Linked DNA regions of Mus musculus: region 1 is linked to region 2. A link is a contact called in public HiChIP or PLAC-seq data. All regions are on one chromosome and are shown on one strand. The core of a region is the stretch at or near the end of the contact, and the rest is flanking DNA. Distances in the headings are between cores, read along the strand shown. Region 1 holds the start of Itga2 (integrin alpha 2). Region 2 overlaps Itga2 (integrin alpha 2).

The links. HiChIP or PLAC-seq counts read pairs in DNA pulled down with a chosen protein or histone mark.
Region 1: a contact with region 2 is called in an HNF4G HiChIP or PLAC-seq map of pancreatic cancer cells. The contact joins the promoter of Itga2 here to the enhancer-like site in region 2. A contact is called at or near these places in 7 of 39 promoter capture datasets (the 3T3-L1 cell line, HPC-7-derived erythroid cells, embryonic stem cells and 3 more), 1 of 15 datasets of contacts at CTCF or cohesin (CD8 T cells), 7 of 484 Hi-C or Micro-C datasets (CD4 T cells, bone marrow-derived DN2 thymocytes, cortical neurons and 4 more), 7 of 115 datasets of contacts at active chromatin or transcription factors (CD8 T cells, embryonic stem cells, fetal liver and 4 more) and 4 of 9 other capture datasets (adipose tissue, embryonic stem cells, liver and 1 more).

Annotation. Positions count from the first base shown.
Region 1 is chr13:114,930,116-114,933,883 of GRCm38.p6, reverse strand. Itga2 (integrin alpha 2) reads left to right here and starts at 1,784. Exons shown (of 30, transcript NM_008396.3): 1 at 1,784-2,008. The coding sequence starts at 1,951.
Region 2 is chr13:114,851,392-114,855,032 of GRCm38.p6, reverse strand. Itga2 (integrin alpha 2) reads left to right here. Exons shown (of 30, transcript NM_008396.3): 21 at 521-613; 22 at 1,085-1,161; 23 at 1,248-1,331. Among named protein-coding and RNA genes, the nearest start is that of Mocs2, 35 kb to the right of the region's middle. Within about 2 kb of position 2,077, at least 36 of the 459 cell types and tissues checked have an H3K27ac peak or open chromatin away from gene starts, as enhancers often do. A contact at or near this core is called in pancreatic cancer cells, where this site is marked.

The sequences.
Region 1 (3,768 bases), core at 535-3,034, 79 kb before region 2:
AAAACACATTACGAAGAGCCACCCTGCTTCCCAAACAAGAGTCTGCTGCAAACAGAACTCACATTTCAGTGAGTCAGAAGGGAACAGGCAGATAGTCATCTCCTTGAAACCTGGCAGGCTTCCTACCAGGAGTCTGAGCTGCCCGGCTGTGTGTCAGGGTTAGTGAGCAGTCACCTCAGAGCTCTCTGGTCTTACTAAGCACTCAGAGCACCGAAGGTCAGAAGTGTCTTTTAGGGTGTATAAGTAAAGAAATAGTGGGTGAGTGAGGCAGCCTGGGGGCTATGAGGTTCGAGGGTGCTGAATATAGGACATTAATCATAAGTTCTAGCGGCCGGTGAGCTCCAACTTGGTACCGTCATGAGTCTAGCTGGTCATCCAGTCTAGCCTATTTGGCAAGATCCAATCCGGTGATAGACTATCGCAACACAAAAGGTGGATGGTTGTAGGGAATAACACTTAGGTTTGTCCCCTGGCGGGCATACATGTGTGTCTACACAAACACACACATCAGCACACATAAACCTGCACACATATGCACACACACAAAGAAGTAGAGGTTCCAGTTCTACCTACCGTTTTATAAATAGGTTTAAAGCGTTTGGCTTTTCCCAAGTGGCTACGTCTGTCCCACCTGGAAGTTGCTCGCTTGCTCTATGGACCTGGGGAGTCCCTTCTTGCTCAGAGGCCTGCTCCCAAGAGATTTTGAATGAGCAATAGCCATTAGACAAGCAATTCTTTATTTTACAAAACCTTTTGAGTGCTTCAGAAAGTAGGCACTGGAATAATTCTAGCCTCATCAATGGGCAGGAACCTGCGGCTGAGCTTCTACGGATATTGGGTTTAAAGACGATTAAAAGTGCATGTTCTATTTCTTGGATTCAAAAGTGAAAGACCCAGATGAATGCTGTCTTTCCAGAATCGGAAAGTTTGGGAAATGGCAAGGCACGAGCTCAGGAGGAGAGATTCTCAACCCGTGGGTTGCGACCCCCCTTCCATCGGTGTACCCTAAGATATTGGGAAACACAGATGTTACATAACAATTCAGAATCAGAGAAGTAGCAACGATAATAATTTTAAACGATAATAATGTTGAGGTCACCACAACATAAAGAACTGTGTTGAAGGGTCGCGGCACTAGAAAGGTTGAGACCCACTGCATTTGAGCCCCTGTCAACTCTTCTCACCTGTCCTGAAATAAATCAGGTAAACTCAGTGATCCAACTCCTCATCGTCTCAGAAATGAACAATCCCCACCCCCCTCTCTCTCCCTCACACCCCTCTGTGGTGCAAAAATAGTACCTCAGGGATAATCATAGCTTGAGAGCAGCTCTTTCTGATGACTTAGTGTCGAACCTGGTCATTCCGAGCTTATTTCTGTCCCTTTCTCCACCCACTCAGGAAAAGCAGAGAAGGGCACACACTGTTCAGGTCCCCTGGCTCTTCTTCTGAGTTATTGAGGGCTATGGCTTGATACAACTGCGTTGGGGGGTGGAGGGAACTGCCTAGGAGTTAGTTTCCTGTGGACAGAGGACGAAGAGATGTTGGTTGTGGGTGGATCCTGAGCTCTTGGGTCTGGTGAGCTAGAACAGTTTGGTACAGGTAGGAAAAAGCCACCGGGCTGGAGTCGCGTCCGCACTGTCTGTAAGATGCCGAGGGCTCCGTGGGCGTCCATGGATCTTGACTCCTTTTTCAGAGCGCTGGAGGAGCCACAGACGCTGAGGGGCTGGGCTCCGTGGGGCGTGGCAGGACAGATCCGGAGTTTGCCCAGGCTGGAGGGGCAGGCAGGGGCGGTTCCTAGCTCAGAAGCTGCAAGCAACTTTTCCTTGCTCTCATTCAGGCTGGAGAGAACTCCTCCGTACAGTTTCTGGAAAGTCTAGCCTCTGGGAGCCCTGGATCGAGGATACTGTGTGCACCCCCAGAGCACTTTAGATTCCCCAGCGCAGACCCAAGATGGGACCGGGACAGGCAGGGGGCGCGCTCCTGCTGCGGCTGCTAATGCTAGTTCAAGGTAAGTCTGAACTCCACTGCGCGTCCGCGTCCGAGGCTGGAGAGACCCGCTTTGGTCCTAGAAGACCAGGGAGGGATCGAGTGCTGCTCTGGAGCTGGCGATGTCTGCTCTGCATCTATGTGGACTCGGGATCCAGGCTTCGTGGAGCCACTTGAACAAACAGGACAGACAGACAGACACAGACACACAGACACACACACACACACACACACACACACACACACACACACACACCCCACATCCTCATTAAGACGTGTTTCACCCGATCAAGCATCCTTCAAAGTCATCTTTCTAAGAGGTTTGGGTTTAGAGATGTTCTCACACCCACAGATTTGGAGCGTTTGTGGGTGGCCAGCAGACCACGCATCCAGCCTCCCAGCTTCCCGCGGATCCCCAGCAGGTGCTGAACTAGCTCTGAACCAGGAACCGGGGATCCAGCTCTGGGCTGCAGCATGCAGCTCTCAAAGGGTGGCTTTGCAGGAAACTTTGATGTGTATTTTTCACCCCGCGCGCACAATGCCCCCTATTCTTATTTCAGGAAGGAGCACTGGTGTTTCTTTCCATAGGAGGAAGAAAAGCCAATCAACTAGGCAGAGGGGGCACTCTTCCTTCCCTCCTGCCTTCCTTTTATTGTTGTAATGTCCTTCAAAGAAAGTAAATTTAGGCTGGTTCTCTCCACTCTCTTGATCCACAAGGCAAGGGGATTAGCTGAGACTGGTGCCAGGCTGCCTGACCTGACTTCCTTTGCATTAAGTAAGGAAGGAGAGTGGGGAAGGCAGGCTGCTGAGAGGCTCAGGAGAACTTTCTCTCCACCTTTATCCACAGCCTGGTCATGCCCAAGATGAAGGATTTTAAGGTAGTTGAGGGGAGATGGGAGGGGACGGTGTGTGTGTGGGGGGGATTGCATTAAACAGCTAACAAAATAGCAAAGTGGTCACTGGATGTCACTTAATTTTTACAAAGAAGGAAAGTATTCCTTTTTTTTTTTTTTTTTTTTCTAGACAGGGTTTCTCTGTCTAGCCCTGGTTGTCCTGGAACTCACTTTGTAGACCAGGCTGGCCTCGAACTCAGAAATCCGCCTGCCTTTGCCCCCCAAGTGCTGGGATTAAAGGTGTGCGCCACCACGCCCCAGCAGAAAGCATTCCTTAATCTGTGCTTCTCTGAGGTTCATCTTTCTTTAAGGTTGAGGAAAACTAGTCCAGGTTCGCCTTGTGGAATTTTTTGTCTGTTGGAGAAGAGAGAAATATGTCCCTATCCCGATTCTGTCGCAGACACAGAGCACTGCTAATTGTTGGGACGCTAACCTGTGCCCCCATGCCTCACACATGTTCTGCCCTAGAGAAACACAGTTGATCTGAGGGGCCATCGGGTCTAATCTAGGGGTTTAAGACAGTTGGATTGGATTCTGACCTTCAGACTCTGGAACTCTCTCTCTCCTAAGAGGAACTAGAAACCCAAACCCTGGCTTTTCATCTCTTTTTAATTGTCGGTATTATTAAAAGGAGCCATCGAAGCACAGCACCATTTTCTGATCTTTGAAATGTTGAGGCTTGTTCTGGGAGGAGCCCTTGAGAAGGACCTGGGTGGAATGTGTTGCCGAAAGGCATGAAGTCAGGTACCCAGTTTTCTTCTGCAGTTAGTTAATTGGGATGATTCAATGTCAGAAAGCAGACAGGATTTATATGACACCTGTATAAAATGACTCCACGTGTTTATTTCTCTCTTTCTGGTTCAGTTGTTTGTATATCTAAGGACCACAT
Region 2 (3,641 bases), core at 828-3,327:
TGTGTATTTCTCTTCCTTCATTTGAAAATATGCTTTTCAAAAATATTAAGGAGAAGGTATTACTAAAGATAAGCCTTCTGGTTGTTATATTAAAGATATTTGTGCTCCTGAACGACAAAAGGTGATCTCCTTCTTAGTGTGCATTTTGCCAATCCTTTGGCTTCTCGAGTACACCTTTAGAGTTGGCAATACAAATGCATGCTAACCGTTTGGATACTACAAGATATTCAAGTCTTTGAGAACAATAAAATATTTAAATAAAAAACAATATCACCACTAAGATGTCCTTGTATACATTTCAGTGTGGGTATGCACACACATACATACATATATACACACACATATATACACACATGCATACACATACCACACACATATATACACACATATACACACTGCACATATACATACCACACATATACACACCACACATATATACACATATACACACAACATCATACACACTACACACACATACACACACCACACACTTAATTGTTATTTCTTTGGTCCTGTTCAGGTCGATGGAACAGAAGTAACATGTGAGGTTGGTTCATCGCAGAAATCTGTTACCTGTGATGTGGGATACCCTGCCTTAAAGAGTGAACAGCAGGTACAGTGTGCATGCTCCAGTCCATGCTCTCCACATGTATTGTATTGAGAGCACTGTCCTTCCTGGACACCATTTAACAGACACCACAAAGCAGCTACATACCTGGACAGGGTTCCCTCGCTGAGGTTGCTTTGTTTAAATGGCTAGCAAAGGTCGCATTTCCTACATGTACCTTTTCCCACGTGCACATACAACACAGAATGTTCTTTTGTGTGGCTATGTTGGCCAATATTTGTCAAAGTGCTAGAAGTGATGTTTTCAGGTCAGCACAAAACTTGGCAGTTCTGACAAACGTAGCTCCACAGTGCGTGTATCTGAGAGAAGCTAAGCTCTGTTCTCAGATCAACAAGCTAAAGCCACTCAACATCTTAAGACAATATTAAGAATTCCGCAAGAATGGGTTGATCTTGCTAGAGAACATTTTCCTGGCATAGAGCATCGTGGACTGATGGATTTCAATGTCCTGTGTAGGTGACTTTTACCATTAACTTCGACTTTAATCTTCAAAACCTCCAGAACCAGGCGGCCATCAATTTCCAAGCCTTCAGGTAAGATGCAATGGAATCATAAACTCCTGGTTGGGAGCTTTTTATGAGATTTCTCTTTAAGTGCTGTCTAATATTTGTTTCAATAGTGAGAGCCAAGAAACAAACAAAGCAGACAATTCGGTCAGTCTCACGATTCCTCTCCTGTATGATGCCGAACTTCACTTAACCCGGTAGGTGAAGGCTGCTACTTGGGTGGGTAGCTTTTTACCCCTGACAGCTTGGGTGGGTAGCTTTTTACCCCTGAAAGCTTGGGTGGGTAGCTTTTTACCCCTGAAAGCTTGGGTGGGTAGCTTTTTACCCCTGAAAGCTTGGGTGGGTAGCTTTTTACCCCTGAAAGCTTGGGTGGGTAGCTTTTTACCCCTGACAGCTTGGGTGGGTATCTTTTTTACCCCTTGGTACATAAATCATTGAGCTCATTACCACAGACAATCCTCTGTTTATTCAGTCTTAGATTATGACATTATTTCCCACCAGTCAACTAGATGTCAAATATGCAGATAAACTGATGCCAAGGGACACTTTGACCTTTGAGGTTTATTGACTCAGAATAGCACCAGGATAACAGAGGAAAAATGTTTTTGCCACATATGTCAACATATGTTACGTAGGTCAAGCTACCATGATGTGAATCACCATCTCACTGCAACTTTTTCTAATGTATATGTTTATGATTGTAACGTATGTCAACATCCACTAAAGGTGGTGAGATGCCTGAGCTGTATCAAAAAAAAACAATAAAACAAACAAACAAAAAACAAAAATCAAACAGCAATAATATCCCCTTGATCCTTAGACACCGAATCATACCCTTGGGGCTTTGACAATTGCCTGTATTTCTCACTGCCCTGATCATTAAATGCATCCTGGATGTCGAGCCATATACCTGTTCTTGGGCACGGAAGTCCCCAGCACCACATCTTAGACAGAGCACAAACAATATAAAACAGAGTCACAGGCGGAATAAGCTGATGTGGAAACTGGCCTAAGTCTCACTCCTTAAATGGAAAACCCCAGACATGACTGATGGTGGATTTCTTCCAACCAGGAAGAAATGGGGGATTTTCCAAAGGAAGGCATCCACGAGGAAAGGCTTTCTTCCCTTTTCTTGTCTTCCAAACACAGGTCAACAGGAGGACAGTGGTTAAAATGTAACTAGTAGACACAAATTAGCTTGACTTGTTGCAAGGAGCAGGTGTCTTGGGAAATGCATGGTATACAAAACCAACAAGGGCTACAGACAAATCCCATCTGAGTTCACTCTGAGAACTAAGGCCACTTCCTCTTGGAAACCAAAGACCCCTGAAAAAGCACAATACTGATTTCCCAATAATTCTATGGGTAACTACATTCTTTGACTGGGCCTTTCCAGCCCAGTCCAGGGAAGCATGGAGCATACAGCTTGTGTAATAAATCACAAAACAAACCTGAAAAGGAGTGTGTGCTATCCTGTCTGAAGCTGGAGACACTTGAGCAAAGGTAAAAACAACACATTGTACCAAGTGAGTCACAAAGACACAAGTCGAAACAAAACACACCCATGTTGTCTAGCCCTGAGCCACACAGTAGCTACAGTTTCAAAAAAATAAAAAGAAAAAAGAAAAGAAAGGAAGAAAGAAAGGAAAGAAGGAAAGAAGGAAGGGAGGGAGGGAGGGAGTAAGGGAGGGAGGGAGAGAGAGAGAGAGAGAGAGAGAGAGAGAGAGAGAGAGAGAGAAGAAAAAGAAAAAGTCTCTTTGCTAAAACAAACAAACAAACAAGTGATTGATGACAAAGCTACCATGATGTGAATCGCCATTTCTCTGGAACTTTTTCTAATGTTTAGGATTCCGTATTCTCTTAAACACATTTGGTGAAAGTCTATGTGTTTTCACATATGTTAACAGGAAATAGAGGATTAAAATAAGACTTTTATTTAAAAAAAAAACAATTTTATTAGGTATTTTCTTCATTTACATTTCAAATGCTATCCTGAAAAACCCCTATACCCTCTCCCCACGTTGCTCCCCAACCCACCCACTCCTGCTTCCTGGCCCTCGAATTCCCCTGTACTGGCATCTTAGCTATGTATGTTCTTGATTGCAATTTTATTCTAATGTAGTCTAGGACTAGCATCTATAGTATGTGCTTACAACGTTAAGGTATATAGTCAAAGTTTTCATGATGGAGAAATTTAAACTAAGGACTTCTGATCCTACACCCAGATAGGTTCCCATGAGACTCGTTTGTAAAAGCATTACATTTGTGTATTTGGAAAATACAAACATTACAGTAAGACTCAAAATGAAAAATGAGTTTAGCATTCTCCACCACCTTAGTGACAGCCCCCACAAATGACTAACAAGGCTATTTTAGAGCATTTTCCACACACGTAGTTCATTCATCTGCAGGTTATACACATACATACACACATGTCCTCATTTTTCTTACTCATATGCAGTGCTAAAATATTATTTCCTATCTTCATGTTGTTTTCATATCAGGAT